2 separate regions of the Mus musculus genome follow, and region 1 is linked to region 2. A link is a contact called in public Hi-C data. All regions are on one chromosome and are shown on one strand. Each heading gives the region's core, a stretch centred on a gene start, on an enhancer-like site or on the middle of the called end of the contact. The rest is flanking DNA. Distances are from core to core; before and after follow the strand shown. Region 1 has its middle 89 kb from the start of Gm9195. Region 2 has its middle 110 kb from the start of Gm41205.

Region 1 (6,050 bases), core at 1,258-3,757, 79 kb after region 2:
TTGGGTAGGTTTGTGCTCACAATCATTTAATGGTCCATTCCTTTCTTGATGCAAGAAAGCGCAGGGAGGCTGGGGGTGTGGCTCAGTTGCTACAGAAGTTGCCTGGTGTTTGTAAAGCCCTGGGTTTGATCCCTCGCAGGACAGGAACTGGTCGTGGTGATGCACACCTGTAGTCGCAATACTAGGGAGGTAAAGATGGGAGGACTAGGAAGAAAATCCCCAGACTCACGGCAGATGGAGAGAACTTCCTTTTGCACACTGTCCTATGACCGCTATACAAGTACTGTGGCGTACACAGCCACACACATGTATGAGAGAGAGAGAGAGAGAGAGAGAGAGAGAGAGAGAGAGAGAGAGACTCTCGTGTCAAGTAAGAACCAGCTATACAGTGGCAAAGAAGCCCAACAAGCCCCCAGCTATCCTGGAACTAACATGCCAGCGGGGGTGAGGACAGGAACAGTCAAGTAAATCAACAAGACTATGGGAACATCCTGAAGTCACTGGCACTGGGTTAAATGTAAGTGAGGATGCTGGGGAAACAGCACAAACATCTGGAAAGAGCATCAGGCAGAAGCAGCAAGTACAAGGGCCGGAACAAAGGCTGGTGGGAACTGGCTGCTCCTGATGTGGACAGAAGGCTAAGATGGCCGGACTTAGAGATGAAGGATCTGAGGCTACAGAGACAGAAGCTGAATGGCCCATAGACTGAATGAATGAAATGATAGATTCCTCCTCCTCTCCCTCCTCCCCTCCCTCCTCTTCCTCTCCCTCTTTCCCTCCCTCCTCCACCTCCTCTCTTCCTCCCCCTCCTCCCCTTCCTTCTTCTCTTTTTCCTCCTCTCCCTCCTTTCCGTCTTTCCCCTTCATCGTCCTCTCCTCTTTTGCTTCTTCTGCCTCACTCTCCTATTCTTTTTCTTCCTTCTCTGCTTCTTCTCCTATTCTTTTTCTCCCTCCTCTGTCTCCTCCTCCTCCTTTAATAAACAGGCTCTTATTGTGTAGCCCAACTTGGCCTCCAATTCACTATGTAGTTATGTAGCATGGTCTAATCTCAAACTCATAATCCTCCTGTCTCAGCATTGTGAATACTGTGAATATAGGCCTGAACAACCACAGCCAACTATTTTCCACTTCTGTTTCCTCTTGATTCAAAATACGACGACACAACATACCATTAGACCATCTTAACCAAGGGGATCAACACACATGATTAAATTCTTCTTCTTTTACAAGTCACTCCCCCCCCGCCCCCCACCCATTGGATCAGGGAGTTGAATGGAAACAGAAGACAATGCTGAAGACAATTTTCAAAGTCCAGACAAGAAATAGTGTGCAAAGCAAAAGAAGTAGAAAAGGGAGGAGAGCAGGCGCCAGCATGATTTCAGAAGCTTCTCTCAGTCCGCTGATAGATAGGGTGGAGTAACGCCATCAGAAATGACTCCTGGATTAACAAATAAGCCCAGTGCCTGGAACATAATAAGTGCTTGATGGATGGTTACTGAACAGCTAGATGAATGAGCATTAAACACCTCAACATCAGCTTTCCAACATAATTATGTGCCAGCGTGTCTGGTGCAGATAAATGCACTGGATCATCAAAAGGATGTCATCGAAGCCAGAGGTAAGAGTGCATGCCTGTCATTCTGGGTGTTCTAGAGGCTGGGAAAGAACAGCCATGTCTCAAGAGTTCTCATGAGTTCAAGACCAGCCTAAGCAACATAATGAGACACCGTCAGAGAGAGATGGGGAGAGAGGGATCTAGGAAGAGGGGAGATTTGAGCTTGGAAGCTTGGAAGCTTGGAAGCTGACTATCGCCAGGTTAGAGAAGCAAATGTGAAAGGAGATGATAGATCAGATCGCAAAAGCAAGCCTGGCTGCGCTGCTGTAGTGTTTGGGAAGAGATATTTTCGGTTTTGGTTTTGTTGTGTTCTGTTGTGTTGTGTTTGAGTGTGGTTTGGGGATGGGGTATGACGATGTAAACCATGACTCTACTGATTGGTAGGATTACTGTCACACTTGAGCCACCACATCGGGCTCAATCAGATTTAAGATTGGTTTCATTATTTGGGGGGAGGGGTTCTGCCTTGGTGGGAGGAGCCTGAGTTGTTTTGTTGTTGTTGTGTTTTGTCTTTTTTGGTTTGGTTTGGTTTGGTTTGGTTTGGTTTGGGGACAGGAAAGTGAAGAGAATTGCAAAGATGCCTGTGGTGGCAAAGCAGAAGAAAGGACAGAGAACTCACTCAGATCCCAGCTACAAGCAGGACTACTGGTCCTCCCAGATAACTGCCATGGGTGGGGCATCATCTAGGGAGCACCATCCTTAGCAGCCAGGGACCTGACCCCATTAGCGGGATGGCAGGAAGAGACTCCATTTGGACCCTCTTATCTTTCTTCGGCAGTTCAGTAAAACGACCAGCTGGCCACTAGAAGCAGGCTGGTGGTCACAGCCAAGAGCACATGCAGAATCCCACCGCAATCTCTCTACCGGAGATGCCTGGCCAGCGAATGACAGCAGCGCCCTCTGCTGGACACATACTGTCTTGCAGCCCACAAGGACATCGACTGTCTTCTGCAGCCAGATTAAGAGATGAGGGAGTTAGTTAGGCAGCCAGCCGGGGAGCCCCATAGAAAAGACAAGTTCTCGAAGGAAGCTGGAATTGTTCCTAATGAGGACCATCTGCTCAGAAGGCAGGTAATCTGAAATGTCTGAAATGTCTCACTCAGGCCGGCCTCCGTAGGGACGCCAGTTTTCCTGAAGGGGTCACACAGGAGCGCTTCTGCTCCCTTCGTTTTTATTTTTTTATTTTTGGGGTTTTCGATGGGCACAAGTAGCCGATATATTTCTCCTCACTTTAAGCTCTTGACCTGTGTTTTGCCTCAAACATATTGCGATTAGGTCGCATGCGCCCACGCACGCGCATGCACACACACCCACGCCCACGCAAGCCCTCACAAACGGACACTCCAGATCTGCATGCATGCATTCCATTCACACAGCAGATATTTATTGAGCACTTAGTATGGCTCAGACATGAGGTTAGCCCCTGGGAACACAGAGATAAATACATAAGGCTTTCCATGGAAGGTAGTTGTCTGTATATAGACTGCTCTATACAGTATGCTAGCAGGACCACAAGGAGGAGCCCATCCCAGGTTGAATCAGTTACAGGTAACTTATTGAAGTTAACACATTGCATCTAGATCTTGACAGAAACAAGGATGTGTCTCTGTCAAAAGTGATAAGAGGCCATTGAAATGGCTCGGTGAGTAAAATTGCTGGCCTGATGACCTGGGACCCATGCAGCAGAAAAAGAGAGCAAACGACTATAAATTGTCCTCTGGCCCTATTCCCATTATACACTCAAAGTCTTTTTTTTTTTTTTTCAATAGTGATTTTTATAGTTCCAGGAAGATACCAGCACTCAAGAGACAGAAGCAGGAGAACCATCATCAGCTATATAGGGAATCTGAGGCAGCCTAGTATACAAGAGGCCCTGGCCTCCCCTCCTTCCCCACCCCCCACCCCCCCACCCCCGCCCCACAACACACCAAGAAGCAGCAACCGCTCATGGGGGATGGCCGGTGTTGGGGGGATATCTTAAAGAAGTTTGGGGGCTGGAGGGATGGCTCAGCTGTTAAGAGTCTCTGCTGCTCACAGCCACCAGTAACTCCAGCTTCAGAGGATCCAACAACCTCTTCCAGCCTCTGAGGTCACCTGCACACACATGGTGTGCAAGCATGATCATGGGAAAGGCACGGGATTGTTAGAGGCACCTTTAGTGGCAGCAAGCGACAGTGCCAGGGGATCTGGAGAGAGCTGACTGCCGAAAGCCTTTGTTACAGAGTTTGTGGGGACCTGGGAGTCAGCTCAAGACACCCCAAGACCAAGTTCTCAGCATCCGTGAGATTTTTCCCTTGAGGTACAGAGGGCAGGGAATAAGAGACAGAGACAGGAGATAGAGAATGAGAGAGATTGGGAAGGGAACAGAGGAGGGGGGAGAAGAGGAAGGGGTATTTGTACCATGGGACAAAGGACTGTCTGTGGATAGAGAGGAGACAGACATGGCCCATACAAATATGGTGGTTTATAAAGGTACAAGGGGAAAGAAACCCCATGTTAGCACAAGGTGCTTAATTTTAATCAGGCATGTTAATAAGGTGAGCAGGGGGGGGGGGGACACACTTTTGACTGCTGAACCTCAGTAGTCAGCCTTAGGAGGAGGAAGTGGCCAAATAAGGGAATAGTCCTTAGAGGGAATGGGGAGAAGAGTAAGGTTTGCCATGCTCAAACTGGCCACAGTCCCTTTAGCTTGGGCTCAGGGGAAGGGCCCAGACTGTATCCATGGTACCTTAGAAAGAAGTTGTTACTGGATGGGCATGGTGGAGCTCAGAAGGCTGAGGCAAAAAGATTGAGAGACTCTGAGAACAGGCTGGGCTGCATAGGGAGTTTGAAGTCACTCTGAGCTATATAGCAAGACAAGGAACAGAGGGAGGGAGGGAGGGAGGGAGGGAGGGAGGGAGGGAGGGAGGGAGGGAGGGAGGGGAAGAAACTTCAGTGGGGATGAAGATCAGTACCAGAGTATGGGCCTAGCACACAGGAGATCCTGGGTTCCATTCCCTGCCCTGCAAAGAAGGGGTAGGGTAGGGGGGTAGATATTGACACTGATGACTGAGGGCCTGGAAATACCTATTTGTACCCAACGCTTTGCCATCTCTGGGATGTTTTCTAGAGAGTCAAACAAGCATCATCTCTACCTCTTCTTCTTCAAGCCCTAGACAAACCCAAGCAGTGAGCGAGCACTTTGTCTGAACTGTATGCCTTGGGCTGGAAGATCTTTATGTGACCTTCATTCCTCTCTAAACTGTCTTAGTCAGGGTTTCTATTCCTGCACAAGCATCATGACCAAGAAGCAAGTTGTGGAGGAAAGGGTTTATTCAGCTTACACTTCCATACTGCTGTTCATCACCAAAGGAAGTCAGGACTGGAACTCAAGCAGGTCAGAAAGCAGGAGCTGATGCAGAGGCCATGGAGGGATGTTCTTTACTGGCTTGCTTCCCCTGGCTTGCTCAGCTTGCTCTCTTATAGAACCCAAGACTACCAGCCCAGAGATGGTCCCACCCACAAGGGGCCTTTCCCCCTTGATCACTAATTGAAAAAATGCCCCACAGCTGGATCTCATGGAGGCATTTCCCCAACTGAAGCTCCTTATTCTGTAATAACTCCAGCCTGTGTCAAGTTGACACAAAACTAGCCAGTACACTAAACCTAAAGTAAAAAGAACGAAATGCATTGTGCTGCCCAGCACTGTTTAACTCTCCCAACCTCCTGCACGAGCTGAATCTGCTCTGGCCAGACCATCCCCTGGGGACAGGTAGCAGAGAGGTATCCAAGCTGTGTATCTAGCACCTCTCAGGTGATCAAAGGAACACTTTTTAAAATCACTAAAAATTGTTCTTCAGCAGGGTGTGGTGGTATCCCTGTAATCCCAATCCCAAATCTTGTATTCAGGGCATTGAAGCCCGGGGATGCTTAGTACGACTCTGCCAAGAGTGTGTAATGTACACGGTTGGAGGAGCTTCCTTGAGCTTCTTCAGCAGGGGAGCCTGAGAGACTTGTCATGGGATGGGGTGCAGTTCCTTCCATAATCCCAAATAAACCTTAAGTGTGAATGTGTTCATCCATTAGTGTTCCACACAAGGGTCCATCCCCACTAAACACCCGGGCAGGAACTGACAGCGGAGACGAGAATGTCCCAGGAGGACAGACCTGGAGAGCCTCCATGGAGCTGACTGTGTCACTGTGCAGATTTTGTGAGAGTCCACAGTGTCACAGATCTGTAAGATGAAGGGGCTTCTAGAGTGACCCTCCAGCAAGTGCCCTGGAGCCCCACCAGCCAGGGAAGCCTGTGAGTGAGCGCTGGTTCATTGGACTAGTCACTCTCCAGGACTTCTCCAAAAGCTGAATATGAATATTTCTAGGGATGGAAAAAGAATCTTCACCTTCTCAAGTCCCAAGCACCCAGACAGTCCAAATGTCTTCTGCTGATAAGAAACGCA
Region 2 (5,732 bases), core at 3,130-5,629:
TAACTCACATTCACCAACGTGTAACATGAACACAGAGGCATGGTTACTCTACAAGCCTTGGAGATGTGGGCATTGACTGTTACTGCAACCTTACCGAGCACATACCGACTTTTGAAACAAGCTTCTGTTCTTGTCTATGGGAAAACTCCATATCCAAATCCAGTAGTCAATTACTGATCCCCTTTCCTTGTTGAACCTTGTTTTAGTGACCTGGCCATGGTTGTGTCAAAATTTCAGACAGAAGCATCTTTAGGCAGACAGCGTTTATTTTGGCTCCTGGTTTAAGGGTATAGTCCTTCATGATGGGAAGGCATGGTGTCAAGTGTGAAGCAGCTGTTCATGATGAATCCCCCACATGCATACTACCCAGAGTCAGGAAGCAAAGGGTTGGCAGGACAGGAAGTAGGGTTATGCTATAAAACCTCAAGATTCTTAAAGGTTCTATAGCCTTTCAAAAGAGTTCAAAATGGTGTCATCCTTTGGAAACCAAGTATTCCAACACGTGAGCTTGCAGGGAACATTTCATGTGCAAACTGCAACAAATCTGTAGGTAGTGTCCAGTACCACTGACTATCATCCTGCACAGAGAGTTACAAACGTAACTTGCTATTTGGAAACTCACTTTTGTCTGATTCTTCTCCCATGTCACAGGCTCTCCATCAGCCTTATCTTTTAAGTATGAATACTAAAGTCTTAAAGCTTGCTTCTTATCTACCTTGTTTACATTGGTAATCCAATAAATTTGTGGCTAAGATTTCAAAACTCCTAAGATGTTGTACACTCTCTTCTCCCCTGAGTCCCAGCCTGGGGTATCTAATTTCTTACTCAGCATCTCCATTTGCATCCCCCAAACCAGTGCTCTGAATGGTCTGTCTCTCAGGACCACATTCCTCCCTCATTCCTGCTGGTCCTCATTTTGGTAAATAGCACACTACCACCCAGGTTGCTCCAGCCACTTGGTGTCATGGTTTTCTTCTCTTTACCTCATGTCCCACTTCCAGTCCTTCTCAGCTCCAGCCACATTCCCTCTTTCACCCAGTCTCATGGATTTTATGACTGTCATCTCTATTCTGCTCCTTCCTGATTCTTCTCCTCAACCACTTATGTCTACCAGTGAGTATCCAAAATGGTCCAATCTTTTAAAACATTTGACTCAATCTCATTATTGTCCTTGTTCAAACACTTCATCATGTCACATGAAATGCCAAAGCATCAGTGGATATCAAGGCTCATGAAGACCCAGCTCTGGTGTCTTTCTAATGTGTCCTCTATCAATTTCCCATTGCCTATCTACTCTCTCCTATCCAGCCCTCTGCCTGATGTTCCTCAAACCCACCATGATTTTTCCACCCAAGACCTTGGTGACCCCGCTTCCCTTTGTCCTTGCACTGGATTCTTCTCTTCACTTGTGATTGGTTCACTGTCATCCCTCTGTAACCATTCTACCTACTTGATGCATTCCTCCATTGCATTTTCTCTGACCTTTGTCCTCTCTAGTCCTTAGCACTGATGTGAGGAGTCTGACTCCCTGACTTTGGCAATGAAGGGGAGCATCCATTTCTGTGCTTCAGTTTCCTCATCTGTAAGCTGAACAGGAGCAGTAGTTTTCCTTGCACAGCCTACATGACATACTTAGAAAAGAACAAGGTGGAATGCAGGGACCTCTCTATTACCTGGGTCAGATTCTGTAGGGCCACTGTCTGTCTTCCTGTGAGGTCAGAGGCTCTGTGCTCTCCATCCATTCGAAGATTACCCACACATGAAGTGCAAAGGCACTATGGTGTGGGTGTCTCAACAGTGTAAATACCACAAGTTCCTTTCTGTGCTCCTAGGTACCTAATCATATGTAACTTATTCATTGTAATTCCATCCTCCCTCCATCCCAAGGTTACTTCATAGTTAGGCTAATCAATCCTTAATTGATGACCTCTGGGTCTCAAGTAGCTCTTCTCTTTCAGTACCAATCAATATAAGATAAAGAACCTGATAGTTAAAGATCCTTGACTTGAAAATAATTTCTCTCTAATTTGTCTGTGCAGAAAAAGTTTAATCTCCATCTACTAAATTTACATAAAATAGATTATGCCATCATTTGAGCTAATATTATGTCACTGAGAGTAAATGTCACACTTAAAATGATCACTTGTTAGTTCCTGGTGTTTGTTGACTTCAAGTCCCAATTATTATCATTAATAATAATGCCTAATATAGCACTGAGTGCATACAAAAGCTGTCTCTACCATTGGTTATTTTTGTCATCTTCATTACTACTCTAAAAGTCAGAAAGACGGGTTCTTGTCCTATACAATCCAAAGAGAGAAGGAGGGTCCTGATAAATCGTCTGTCCCAGAAAAGAAAGATCTGTAGCAATTGACTCCAAATGAAATTCCCCAAGGTCAGGAGCTGGAGAGGAAAGCACGGTGAACTGTCTCTCAAGCTCACTGTCATTCTTGTAGAGCTTGCTGTTCTCTTTCACAGTGGCAAACAGACAGAAGATGCTACACTCTGAAGAGATTCCTTATGACAATCTACCCACCAGCCTCTCTGTCTCTCTGCCTGCTAAGCCTGATTCTGAGCTGAAGTCATACAAGATATCCTACGAGACAAAGCCCCTCAAATCCCAGGGAAGTCACACAAAAAAGTTTCACTTGTGACAATGGTAGTACAAGGGCACAGGTTGCTTTCACTAGGGCTCTGTCATCTGCAGTGTGTGGAAGGTTGTCACAGAAGACGGAGAAGAAGCAGGGACTTGTGGGTGAGAGGCTGTTCCTAGCCAGGCGTATAACGATAGCACACTTGGCTTCCCCATCACATCTCATAGACAAACACACTGTCACTAAACCACCTTAAACTACAGAGGGGCCAGGAAATGTAGTCCGGAAACATTGATCCCATCCAGGAAATCAGTGAAGGAGCTTGGTGCCAGCAGCTCTGCCCGCCAGCAGCAAACAGAGGCCAACAGCCGCAGTTGTGACCTTAGGGCTGTATTTGCAGGTACACCGTGTGCTGTCCTCATTTTCTCCTTCATCCTAGCCCTCATTACCTACAAGGTTTCATATATAATTTTGTGTTGTCCTGAACTTTTATTCCCTGGGTCATGGACAAGCAGAGTAGGAGAATCAAAAGCATTCACCAACAGATGTTCAGGTGAAAGAGCGTCTAAGAGGAGGAGCTATTAGTGCTCGTTGAGTATGTCTTGTCTGAAATACTCAAAATCATAAAGATTGAAGAGGTTTTTTTCTTTTCATTTTTTGAGATTTGAAAATATTTGCATAGACTTTACCAGCTAAGCAGCATCCATAATCCTGAAGTGTGAAATCTCAAATGTTCTAAAATCCAGAAAAATTTTGAACATCATGTCAACATTCAAAATTTCTGGGATTTGAGATGCTCATCTTGTTACAGAAAACAGGAAGTTATCCTGTGAATTGCTGTAGTGGTTTGAATGAGAATGGCCCATTTGGGGCTAATTACCCTGGGTTTTGAAGTTCTAAGGCATGAGGAGTAAAAAAACAATGCCCTGAGAGACAAGTGTACTCAGCTTGTTCAGACTGCCATTGCATCATTGACAAAGGAAGGGACCTCTCTGCCCAGCTCCTGCACACCCAGGCCTGGTTGGCATGCGGAAGACTGTTGTTTGGGGCCAGCTGTTTGATCATGCTTTGATCAATATCAGTAATGTGAATTCAAATTAATGTGACCACAAAATCCCACCAGCTCAACAAAAACGCAATTGTCCATGCTTTACTGTAAGTACCACTGTGACTATAACTGCTGGTTTCCTGTCTTCATACCCATAAGGTCATGAAGCTTGTCTTACTCATGCTCTGCCTAATTGGGGTTCAGTAAATGCTTATCCACTGACAGCTGGCCTATTCTTTTGCCAGCTACCCAAGTATTCCCTTCTATCTGCTTGAGCTGATTCCAGAGAAACCCAGGATCAGGCTTCTACTAGGCCCACTCTTTGTGTCCATTAAGGTGTGACTCTGTTCGGAGATTGCGTTTGTATCTCTAAATTCTGTGTGTCCTTGCCCTACCTGGCACCTAACCTCACTGTCTTCTTTACATGCAACTCAGACCCTTTGTGCATTCTGCCGTGTATGCATGCACAGCGGGGACCCATGTAACTGGGCCTGAGCAACAGGCATGAGATTTGGCTGGAGCAGCAATGGTGTCTAGCTATAACCCTGTGTTGAGATAAAGGATGGTTCAGGAGTTCCTTAGGCACTGTCAAATAAGTGTATCAGCAGAATGGGAAGTGGCAGAGGGCAAAGTCTGCCTGTGTAATTCCCAGCAAGTGATCACATCTCCTATGCTCTGCTGAGCTACTGAACAAAGCAGCCTTTAGATAAGCAGTGCTCAGTGTGGGTGGCTCCCAGCCAGCCTTCAAGAGGAGCAGACTGCTCCACACACTCACCAATGAAGCTGACCTCCCTGGAGGGGTCCTCTGCTGGCCTCGGTGTCCTTGAGGCTCCTGCTAGTATCTGTTCCGCATTCACTGAACACCAAGGCCATGCACTATGGATAAAAAAAAAAAAAAAATACCACCATCCCCGCTGCCAATTACCTACCAGTCCTGAGCCAGAGTTGAGAGTTCCCTTAAACAACAGAAGGATCACATTCCTGTTCAGCAACCTGCCATAGCTTCCCACTCACCGTCACTAACTCATGCTGACTTCCAAGCAACCATCCCTGACCGGGACCCCAGATCGCTCCCTCTTTGCGGGTAAAATGTCCTCATTGTGCCAGCTCATGCTCCCCCTTCTCTTTGCCAGGTAAGCTATGAGTTTTTAATTTAAACCCTGCAGGAACAAGCTCACGGCCCATTAGCCCAGTGAGCTCCTTCTTTTTCTGAAGTCTGGTCCCACCAACAGTATGCTGCAGCCTTCCACTACAGCATTCTCTTAATCTCTCCTTGTGCCTCTTTCCATCCCTGTCCCTCTCCCCACTCCCCCCCCACGCCCACCCCCCACACACACACTCAAGGTTTTGAAGAATAAAGACTGTGTAAACTTCATTCTGTGCATGAGTCACTGGCAAGACCTTCTTGATACAGGCTTTTCCCAGCAGTCAAGCAAACTCCTCCGAATAGCTTATGCCAGTCTCAGCACTGTGCCCTTCCCTTAGTGACCATAGATAATCCCTGACATGAGGAGAAACTACATGCCCATCCTCAGAGCCTACTGAGGAAACAGGAGGTCACACCTGGGCACATTAGTAACCAGGTGTGTTCATATCCAGTCTGAGGCTCTTACCTCAGCTGGCCAGGGGTGTGAAGAGGAGCTAAGGACCCTGGAGGGTGGCAATGTCGACATCTGCTCTTCTATGAGAGGTGGCCTTGCAGCCACTACGACTTACCCCATGAGCCAAAACAAACACCTACATCAGACCACACCTACATTTTCATTACAGGCCTCTTGCTCAACACCTTATCCTGGACCTGCCTTTCAGAGATTTACTATTTTGTATGTTAGACTATTGCCATCTAGTGGCCATCCATAATAGTTTCAACCCTCCCCCCCCCCCTTTTTGGTATGTTTTCTATGCATATGAGCATTTTGCCTGTATGATGTGCACCACACGTGTGCCTGCCTCCCTCAGAAGTTATAATAGGGCATCAGATTCTTTGAAAAGTTACTAACAGTTGTGAGCCATCATATGTGGCCTGAGTCTCAAACCCAGGTCCTCTGCAAGAGCACTAAGCGCTCGGAGCCTACACCCTTGTCTCAAAG

The links. A called contact is a pair of places that touch in the nucleus more often than the background predicts.
Region 1: a Hi-C map of cerebral cortex shows a contact between it and region 2, with 2.6 times the contacts expected there. The contact joins two enhancer-like sites. A contact is called at or near these places in 1 of 39 promoter capture datasets (hippocampal neurons) and 5 of 484 Hi-C or Micro-C datasets (cerebellar granule neurons, cerebellum, cerebral cortex and 2 more).

The regions. Positions count from the first base shown.
Region 1 is chr14:72,369,599-72,375,648 of GRCm38.p6, forward strand. No RefSeq gene overlaps it. Among named protein-coding and RNA genes, the nearest start is that of Gm9195, 89 kb to the right of the region's middle. Within about 2 kb of position 2,508, at least 2 of the 459 cell types and tissues checked have an H3K27ac peak or open chromatin away from gene starts, as enhancers often do. A contact at or near this core is called in cerebral cortex, where this site is marked.
Region 2 is chr14:72,288,497-72,294,228 of GRCm38.p6, forward strand. No RefSeq gene overlaps it. Among named protein-coding and RNA genes, the nearest start is that of Gm41205, 110 kb to the left of the region's middle. Within about 2 kb of position 4,380, at least 14 of the 459 cell types and tissues checked have an H3K27ac peak or open chromatin away from gene starts, as enhancers often do. A contact at or near this core is called in cerebral cortex, where this site is marked.